3 separate regions of the Gossypium hirsutum genome follow, and regions 1 and 3 are each linked to region 2. The links are chromatin contacts, called in public Hi-C maps. All regions are on one chromosome and are shown on one strand. Each heading gives the region's core, a stretch centred on a gene start, on an enhancer-like site or on the middle of the called end of the contact. The rest is flanking DNA. Distances are from core to core; before and after follow the strand shown.

Region 1 (2,700 bases), core at 19-2,518, 48 kb before region 2:
TTTTGTGTCGGCATGTACCTAGGGTGTCTAAATAATGGTTATTTCATGGACTGATTGTAAATGAGGTTATAAGTTTAATATTGGTTTGGTATATATATAAACATGTGTTTGTTTTTGAAGCCATATTATGGCATGGTAAATTGAACCAAATCTAAATATGTACATGTGAATTTAAGTTGGTGTTTAAGTGCTTATGAACTAGGCAAAATGGATTGAATTTGGTTTGTTTATAATTTGGATTTGAATGATGCTTTGATGATATCAATTGATGATATAAATGTGGTACCAATGAGGGTGTATTAGTTAGGCACCTAGGATGATTGTTTTGACATGTTTTGAATGTGTTTGATCGTGTTTTGAAATGGTTAAATAAATGGTTTTTGAGTTTTTTAATGTCCAAGAATGTAGAAAATGGCAAAATTGTTGTTAAAGACACATTTTAGGTCCACACGACCAGACACACGGGTCTGTGACTCGGGCGTGTGAGGCCATTTCGAAAGGGTACACGGCCTGGCACACAGGCGTGTGGTTTGGCCGTATAACCCAAGTCAGAAAGTTATACGGGTACAGACACGGGCTAGGACATGGTCGTGTATCCCTTTTTTGAATGCTTATACGACTTGAGACACGGGCGTATCTTCCAGCCGTGTGAGTCACACGGCTTGACCACAAGGCTATGTGACCCCTACAGTGTTGAAAATTTTTAATGTATTTCAAAAAAGTTTCTGAATTAGTCCTGAATTATTTCTAACACGTATTCTGGGCCTTGAGGGCTCGAATAAGGGACAATATATGTGAGTTTGATTGGTTTATGACTTGAATATTATATGACATGAAATGTTTGAAATTTTTGTTTGTTTGATCTGTAAACTCCGGTATGCTTCGTAACCCGGTTCCGACGATGGATACGGATTAGGGGTGGCACATTTGGTCTATTGAGCTTCCACAAAAACTTAATATTGTCTAAGATTCTATTGCATTTATTGATTCAAGTTAGGGATATTTCTACTATCACGAGAATCTCTTTGTTCCCCATTTTGATAGGGAGGTTTGATTCAAGCAATGAGAGTGCTTTTCTTTGTCATAAAAATTAGGTTGACTAGTATTTTGGGGCTTTAATGGGTATGAGATCAAATTTTCTCTATTCAATGTAGGTGAGTCTATAACTTAATGGGCTTTTGTCTGGATAGGACTTGTGTTCCCGTTTTGCTTATACCTTTTCTTTGCTAAATGAAATTTCCATAAAAATAAAAAAAAATAAATGGCCCACTCATGTCTAGAACCTTACACTGCCTAATACCTTGATACCGAAGAAAAATCCAGAACTCTCCACTTTGCTCTTTTTTTAGCTTAAACTTTATATTCCTACGCTTCCGTTTTCATCGATAAAAGGCGAGAGCTTCAATCCAACCCCAGAAGAACACAGGCAAACAATCCTAGCTTTCAAAAACTAAAAAGAAGAGAAGATGTTCTTTTTCTTTGTGGGTGGATTAGAGCAACAAGCAAGACAAGTGCTGAAATCTGGTGTGGGAAGGTGCATAAACTGTGGTTCCAGAGCTGATCTTGTGGAGTACGAGAAAGTATTGAAGCTTTTCTTTGTGCCTGTTTGGAGATGGCCTGGGAAAGATCCACTCTTGCATTGTAACAATTGCAAACTTTTCTTCCCTGAGGATTTGTCTTTTCCACCTCCCAAGATCGATTCTTCATCTGCTGCCGTTTCAGATTCTCTGCGTTGCCGTTTTTGTGACAGGCTTGTTGAGCCCGAGTTCAGGTTCTGCCCCTTTTGTGGCTCTGCTATCTAAAATTTTCCCTTTTGGTGAAGAATCTTGATGGGGTAATAAGGGGTTTAGATTGCTTCTGTATATTCTGGATTTTTTGTTTCTTTGTTGTGTGATAAGGTGTTGATTAGTATATCAATAAATCAGCCTTCTTTTCAATGTCAAATTTGTGTGATAAAGTATCATACATGTCTGCCCATTCAAACACCAATGATAGGAAAGACACAGGCTCATATAAATGCTTAATGCCACTGACATGGTCTCTTTTCTCAAGTCTTGAAAGACAATACAAAAGCAAAAAGGTGACCATAGTCTCGAAAAAATCTGGTAACGATTACATGTTGTAGATGGGAATTTCCAAGTTTAGCTGCTTTCAAAAGGTTAGTCATAAGCACTATCACGTGAATGGTAGATCATAGCTACCAAATGTTGTCAGAAAGTCATTTGGTTATGCAGCCAAGGGGGATTTCTATTTTCAACTAGGTTTTTAACTACTTAAACCCGCCAATCCACTACCCAAATACTGGAAAAATGAGACATGCCTCCATGACAACATTCTATATAATAGTCTTGTTTTCTTTGTTTATGAAGGTAATAGCATACACGAACCTGGTGAAGATGTGTTGTGGTCGAAATTCCATATCAATAGGATAATGGTGCCAGTATCCTTGGAGCCCTGATGACGGTGTCAAGAACTTCACCAAACTGAGATGTTCGAATGCCACAGTAAGTATGCAACACAAATAAGGAAGATACTCTATTTTAACACTGAAATAAAAGAAGCAAGGAAGATACTCTGTTTTAACACTGAAATAAAAGAAGCAATGACATTGTAGATGGCAGTTTTAAACATTTTCCATCTGATGTGTATCCTACTCTGACATTTATATTCTACAACTGGTTAAACACATTGATGGACTGG
Region 2 (2,700 bases), core at 25-2,524:
TTTTAAATTAAATCTTTGCTTCATCGGCGACGGCGTTGGCCTTTGGGCTAGTAGCTGGTCGTGGTTTCTCAAACATTTTTTTTGCACTTTTAATTTTTTTTTAAAAATTTAAGTCCACATTATCGTGGTTTTGTCCATAATTTCATGGTTTTATTTTGTCTACGTTTTTCTAGGTTTTTTTTGTCCACTCCGTTTTTTTAAAAGCAATGGTGGTTTTATTTTTACTTTAAATTTTTAGTAAAAATTTGTTAATATAACGGTGCCACCAGGTCTATTAGTCGTTCTTGAAGGGTTTTATCATGATAGATCATAGACGATGAGAAGAAGAATAGGCCATCTGAGACTTGACTTTTTGTGCATCACTGATGTGGTGGGTCTCTTGGGGCTTTTGGCAGTTTTTTCTTGGTTGATCGGTGTTCATCATTAGGTTGATTTGATGATGGCGAGGCTAAGATACAAATTTCTACGATTTGATCAAGTTGATGTATCTCTAGTTTATTTTTGAATTATTCCAGTGTTGTAATTATTGCCAATTTGTTGTTTTTTTTTTAGATTACTTTGTAGACAAGACATTTGTACATTAGTTTGTAGTGCTTTATTTTATCATTTGTATTATTGTTGTTCATAGTTCCTATTAATAGTAGTGTTTTTTTTAAAAAATTATATATAAAATTTTAATAAATAAAAAATATATAAAATTATCAAATATTTAATTAAAATGACATATTTATTTTATTCTTTTAAAAAATAATATGGGCGAACCTAAAATAGACTTGAGTTAACTATTTTTAAATATTAATAGATTTAAGTAAAATTAAAAGCCGGAATAAGGCAAGCATAAAATAACATTATGTTTAGATCCAGTCCAGCCCATAAACACCTCTTCTGGGCTGGTGGATCACTGAAATGTTAGTTTCTTTAGCTTCTGTAATGGGATATATATACAGGAAGTGCAAACTGCAGCACTTAACAATGTAGCTTGAAGAGATGTTGTGCTTCCAGAACAGAATGCTCTCATGGCCAATGGTACATGGTCATCGGTAACTTTACCACCTGTAAGGAAGTACCACTACATGATTTTCTAGTTGACATACTGCTGTCCTTAGCACCCGCCAATCAATGATCACTCAAACAAGTTGATAATGGTGATCTATTTGAAGAATTGTACATGTTGAATAACAGTATTCTGATGGTAACCCCATAAAGCCTTATATGGTCTTAGGCAGGCCCAATTGGTTTACCCAACTAGAACAACTCCTTAGCAAGCTTCAATTTCAGTCCTAAAAGGCTGATCCTTCTTTGGTCACTCACAAAGCTGGTGACACTACTACGTACATACCATATTGTGTATATAGATGACATATTGGTGACTGGTAATTCAATTTGTGCGATAGAAACATTGGTGATGTGTTAGCCTAGCCATTGTCAGCAGCATCTTTCATTGCCTAAGCCAAACAATGTTCATGTTCCTACTTCATTTAAAGCATTTACCACTTTCACAGTCTTCAAAACAAAGACCAAAGCACCTCCTAACAAGGTATTCCTTTTTTAGCTGTCATTATATTCAAATGGGGTTAGTACGTAATAAAGAAACAGATTCCTTGTTTCTTGATAAAATCTTCTATAGAAAAGGGTAAGCACAGGATTCTCTCTTGAGGATCCTGAGCTTTGCAAAAGAAAAAAAATAAAAGGTAATGAAATTCCTGGAATTTGCCACTAACTAGATTCCCATTTCAAGGCCTCTTTATTGGCTTGAGGTGTTGGTCGGTTTTCAAAAAGACTTGTTTAATTCTAAAAGCCTTTATGACATGGCATTGGCACAGTGTTCTGTCGGCTGTTCGCATTTGCTGCTTTGAAAACGATGGTGTGACTGTAACCGTGTAAAAGGGTCAGCTTTGTTGGAACTTTCTTTAACAATAGTAAGAAAGAATCTTGGGGTCACTTGGTAAAATAATATCATCAATCTTGCTAACTAAGTATTAGATTCATTTCCCGAATAAATTTTTAGCTCGATTAGTATGTGTATGGTTGTCAATGCAGGAAGACATATGTTCGACTGCGCTGAAGTCTATTATCCTCCTATTTATAGATTTGGGGACTATGGATAATTTTAAACATTATGTCAAAAAAATATTAATTTAGAAACTACATGAATTAAAAATACCATTAATTTGAAAATATATGGTTTTAATTTTATTTTTAAATATTTTTTCCGATTAAATTAATGATGAGGTGATTCATTACATCTAATTCAATTAAAACTTTTATAGTAGTATAAATAATTATTTATAATTTTTAATATATATTTTGAATTTATAACTTTTAATGTATTTAATATTACATTAAATATTTATAATAAGGTGATATTAACGAATGTTAAACAACATACAAGAAAATATAAAGCGAAAAATGGATAAATCTCAAAACTATACATAAATTTTGGTTACTATGCAATTTTATACACAAATTTTTATTTGATCCAATCTTCACAAATTATTAACATAGTTATTGAAGTAACATCATTTTATGTTTATATGTTACATACAGAAATAATTATATTTATCTAATATAAAAATAATTTATATATTTATTTCTTTAAATTCTACAATTCAATTAAAATTAAAATTTTATATACATATTTAAACCACAATCAAAATTTCATATGCATAAATATTATATCAAATTAAAAATCATAAATTC
Region 3 (2,700 bases), core at 146-2,645, 51 kb after region 2:
TCCAATGAACTGAATATGTCAACTAAACTATCAGATTTCACATCATTTATAGAAGCTGAGTCAAGTTTAAACACCTCCGTCAAACATTCCCTGGCAACTTCAAGGCCTTCAAAATCAACCCCTGGGGCAGGTTCAACTATTTAACAGAAAACACACCTATTAGTAGAAATGTTTTAACAGGTTGAGTAAACACAGTAAATCAAGTAGAAAATAATCAAATACGATTAAACCACAACAAGGAGATATAATAGTGACACACAATCTAAACAAAATAAGATCCAGAAACAAATTCATCTTATGCTTGAGGCAAACCTCAAATCAACCCACTTCACAACCCCTAAGCCCTCCATCGCCCTAACCCCGCAAACAATAAATAAAGAGAGGTGGAAGAAAAGGAGAAACTTTATATAATCTCAGTGCCAGCAACCATCATTATCTGATGACATCTATGATCTCAAAAGTCTTGAAACTTAACAGACATGATACCAATCACGCATTCCAAAAGTACCCTTCCACAATTACTCTCAAAGAAGTTGCCCACGAATACCAATCCACTTGTTTCCTTCCAACCTATTGAGGTTGCATCCTAAGACAATTTAACTAGTTAACAAATAGCACCATCAGCTCATGGTTACAGAAACTCCAGTTGCTGCTCCAAGGAAAAAATTTCAAATGTTATAACTTTTTTTCCAGATAATTTAAAGATCAATGACCAACCAAATCCTATATCACCGATGCCACACCATTGACGCACTATCATTTTCACATTCATCGAATCGAAACAAGCACTTAATCCGATTATATATTTCTACCTAAACAGCACTCGTTATTCATACAAGTCTTCTTTTTTAATTTTCGACTAATCACATTTCATGAAACTAAGCAAGTTTTCACTTCAACTCGGACTTTAAATTTCATAGATTATACACAACCTACTTCCCAACAATAACTGCCTAATTTTGCTTTCTCAAAAGCCAAAATCAATCGAAGCATAGCAAAATAAAGAAACAAAAAAGGAATTAGTGAGAAACGCTAAGCTAAGCTAATTGAATGACAAAATATGAGAAAATTACAGGATAAAAAAATGAGAGATGAGAAAGAGAGTACCGGAGTTGAGGAAATCTAAGAAGGAACGAACGATGCGACGAGAGAGGGGAGAATGAGTCTTCAAATTACCCATCCAAAATTTGCAAACAGAATATTTGGGGACTTCAATTCACTTCAGTTCTAATTTAGCAACAAGAAGAAGAAGAAGAAGAAAAGGAAGCTAAACAATTCAATTATACTATGTTTGGATGCTGGGTTAACAGTATTCTGTTCTTTGCTTACAAGAACCAAATCGGGCACCCACGAATTTTCTTCTTGTTTGGAAGTGGAGTAAGCGTATCTATCTTTCTATTAGGAATTTGTTCTACTCGTCTATAAAGTAAGCCCTGTTTGATAAATTGATTTTTTTCACGATAAAATTTATTCTTTTTATAAAAAATAATAAATAGATAAGCACATACAATAAAATTAATTGTTTTTTATTTTATTTCATTTCATTTCATTTAAATTTAAATTATTATTTATTAAATAATTTAATTATAATCAATATTTAATTTTAAATAATACTCTAAATAGATTTATAACTTAAATTTAATATTTAATTTTTTATACACTTATTAAGTGAATTAACACATATCATCATGACCAAAGAGTTTACCAATGACCATACTTTAGATAGCTAAAACATTATTTATAAATCATATCATACAATAAATATAAAATATATTCATTAAATTGCTCTAAATTTTAGTTTCATATTTTAATAAAAAAAACTTAATTTAATAGATAATTTAACAACTATTATTAAATTAGTATTTAAATTTTAAAATTCAAAAATTATATAGATTAAAAATAATCAAATTAAAATATAAACAATAAGGATTAACATAGAATTTAAGCTTAAAAAATAAAAACTTGGAAAAGAAAATTTTGATGTGAGTTCCTACGACATGGAGATATTTATAGCTTAGGCCCAAGACCAAGCCCAAGCCCAGCCCCGTTTTTGTGAAACTTGTCCTTGCTTCTTTTTCATGGAAAATTTAAAATCTCTGGAAGTTGGAAAACCCCAAAACCCAAAAGGGAAATGGAGTTTGCTAACAAATTGGTGGGGCTAGCAAGCAGAGCAGCCGCCAACAACAACGTGGTGATCGATGTGTGCTTGGTCACATCATTTGCGGTATTAGGCATTCGATCTCTGAACCAGCAAAATGTTATTGAATCCTTGGAAGCCGAGAAAGATTCCTTGACCAAATCTAACAAAGCCCTCAAAAAGGTTATGTGGGATTGGAAGCAGCAGCTCTTCGCCGAAGCGTCCTCCCCGTCTCCTCTTGTCCCTCTCGATTCCCTCAAAGCTATCTACGGCGAATCCCCAACCCCTCCAACCGGTAACTTCCTTTCCTCTACGGTTTATTAGGGTTTATTTGGGTTTATGTTTCAATTGAAAAATATCTCATGGATCTGCACTAATCATTAATATGAAGCACTTTAAATGCATTTTGTTGACCTTTTTTGTGTTTTTTTTCTTTTTTTGCCAGGAGATGCTGCAAAAGGTGTAAAATCACCACCAGCAAAGTTCGTTGTTTGAACTCTGAATCGGATTTTAGTAATCTTTGCGAGGAAGCTAGAACTTTTGGGTATTTTCGTAGTTGAGAG

What was found. A called contact is a pair of places that touch in the nucleus more often than the background predicts.
Region 1: a Hi-C map of leaf shows a contact between it and region 2, with 2.1 times the contacts expected there. The contact joins the promoter of LOC107901420 here to the enhancer-like site in region 2. A contact is called at or near these places in 8 of 34 Hi-C or Micro-C datasets (callus, fibers and leaf).
Region 3: a contact with region 2 is called in a Hi-C map of leaf, with 1.8 times the contacts expected there. The contact joins the promoter of LOC107901414 here to the enhancer-like site in region 2. A contact is called at or near these places in 3 of 34 Hi-C or Micro-C datasets (all in leaf).

What each region holds. Positions count from the first base shown.
Region 1 is chrD06:6,604,939-6,607,638 of Gossypium_hirsutum_v2.1, reverse strand. It overlaps LOC107901420, which reads left to right and starts at 1,268. Exons shown (of 2, transcript XM_016827424.2): 1 at 1,268-1,771; 2 at 2,377-2,504. The coding sequence starts at 1,467. The coding sequence ends at 2,458.
Region 2 is chrD06:6,557,410-6,560,109 of Gossypium_hirsutum_v2.1, reverse strand. No RefSeq gene overlaps it. Among protein-coding and RNA genes, the nearest start is that of LOC121218255, 8.5 kb to the left of the region's middle. Within about 2 kb of position 1,274, at least 7 of the 9 cell types and tissues checked have an H3K27ac peak or open chromatin away from gene starts, as enhancers often do. A contact at or near this core is called in fibers and leaf, where this site is marked.
Region 3 is chrD06:6,506,750-6,509,449 of Gossypium_hirsutum_v2.1, reverse strand. It overlaps LOC107901414 (small glutamine-rich tetratricopeptide repeat-containing protein beta), which reads right to left and starts at 1,395. Exons shown (of 11, transcript XM_016827410.2): 1 at 1,108-1,395; 2 at 75-136. It overlaps LOC107901413, which reads left to right and starts at 2,084. Exons shown (of 3, transcript XR_001685243.2): 1 at 2,084-2,432; 2 at 2,583-2,700.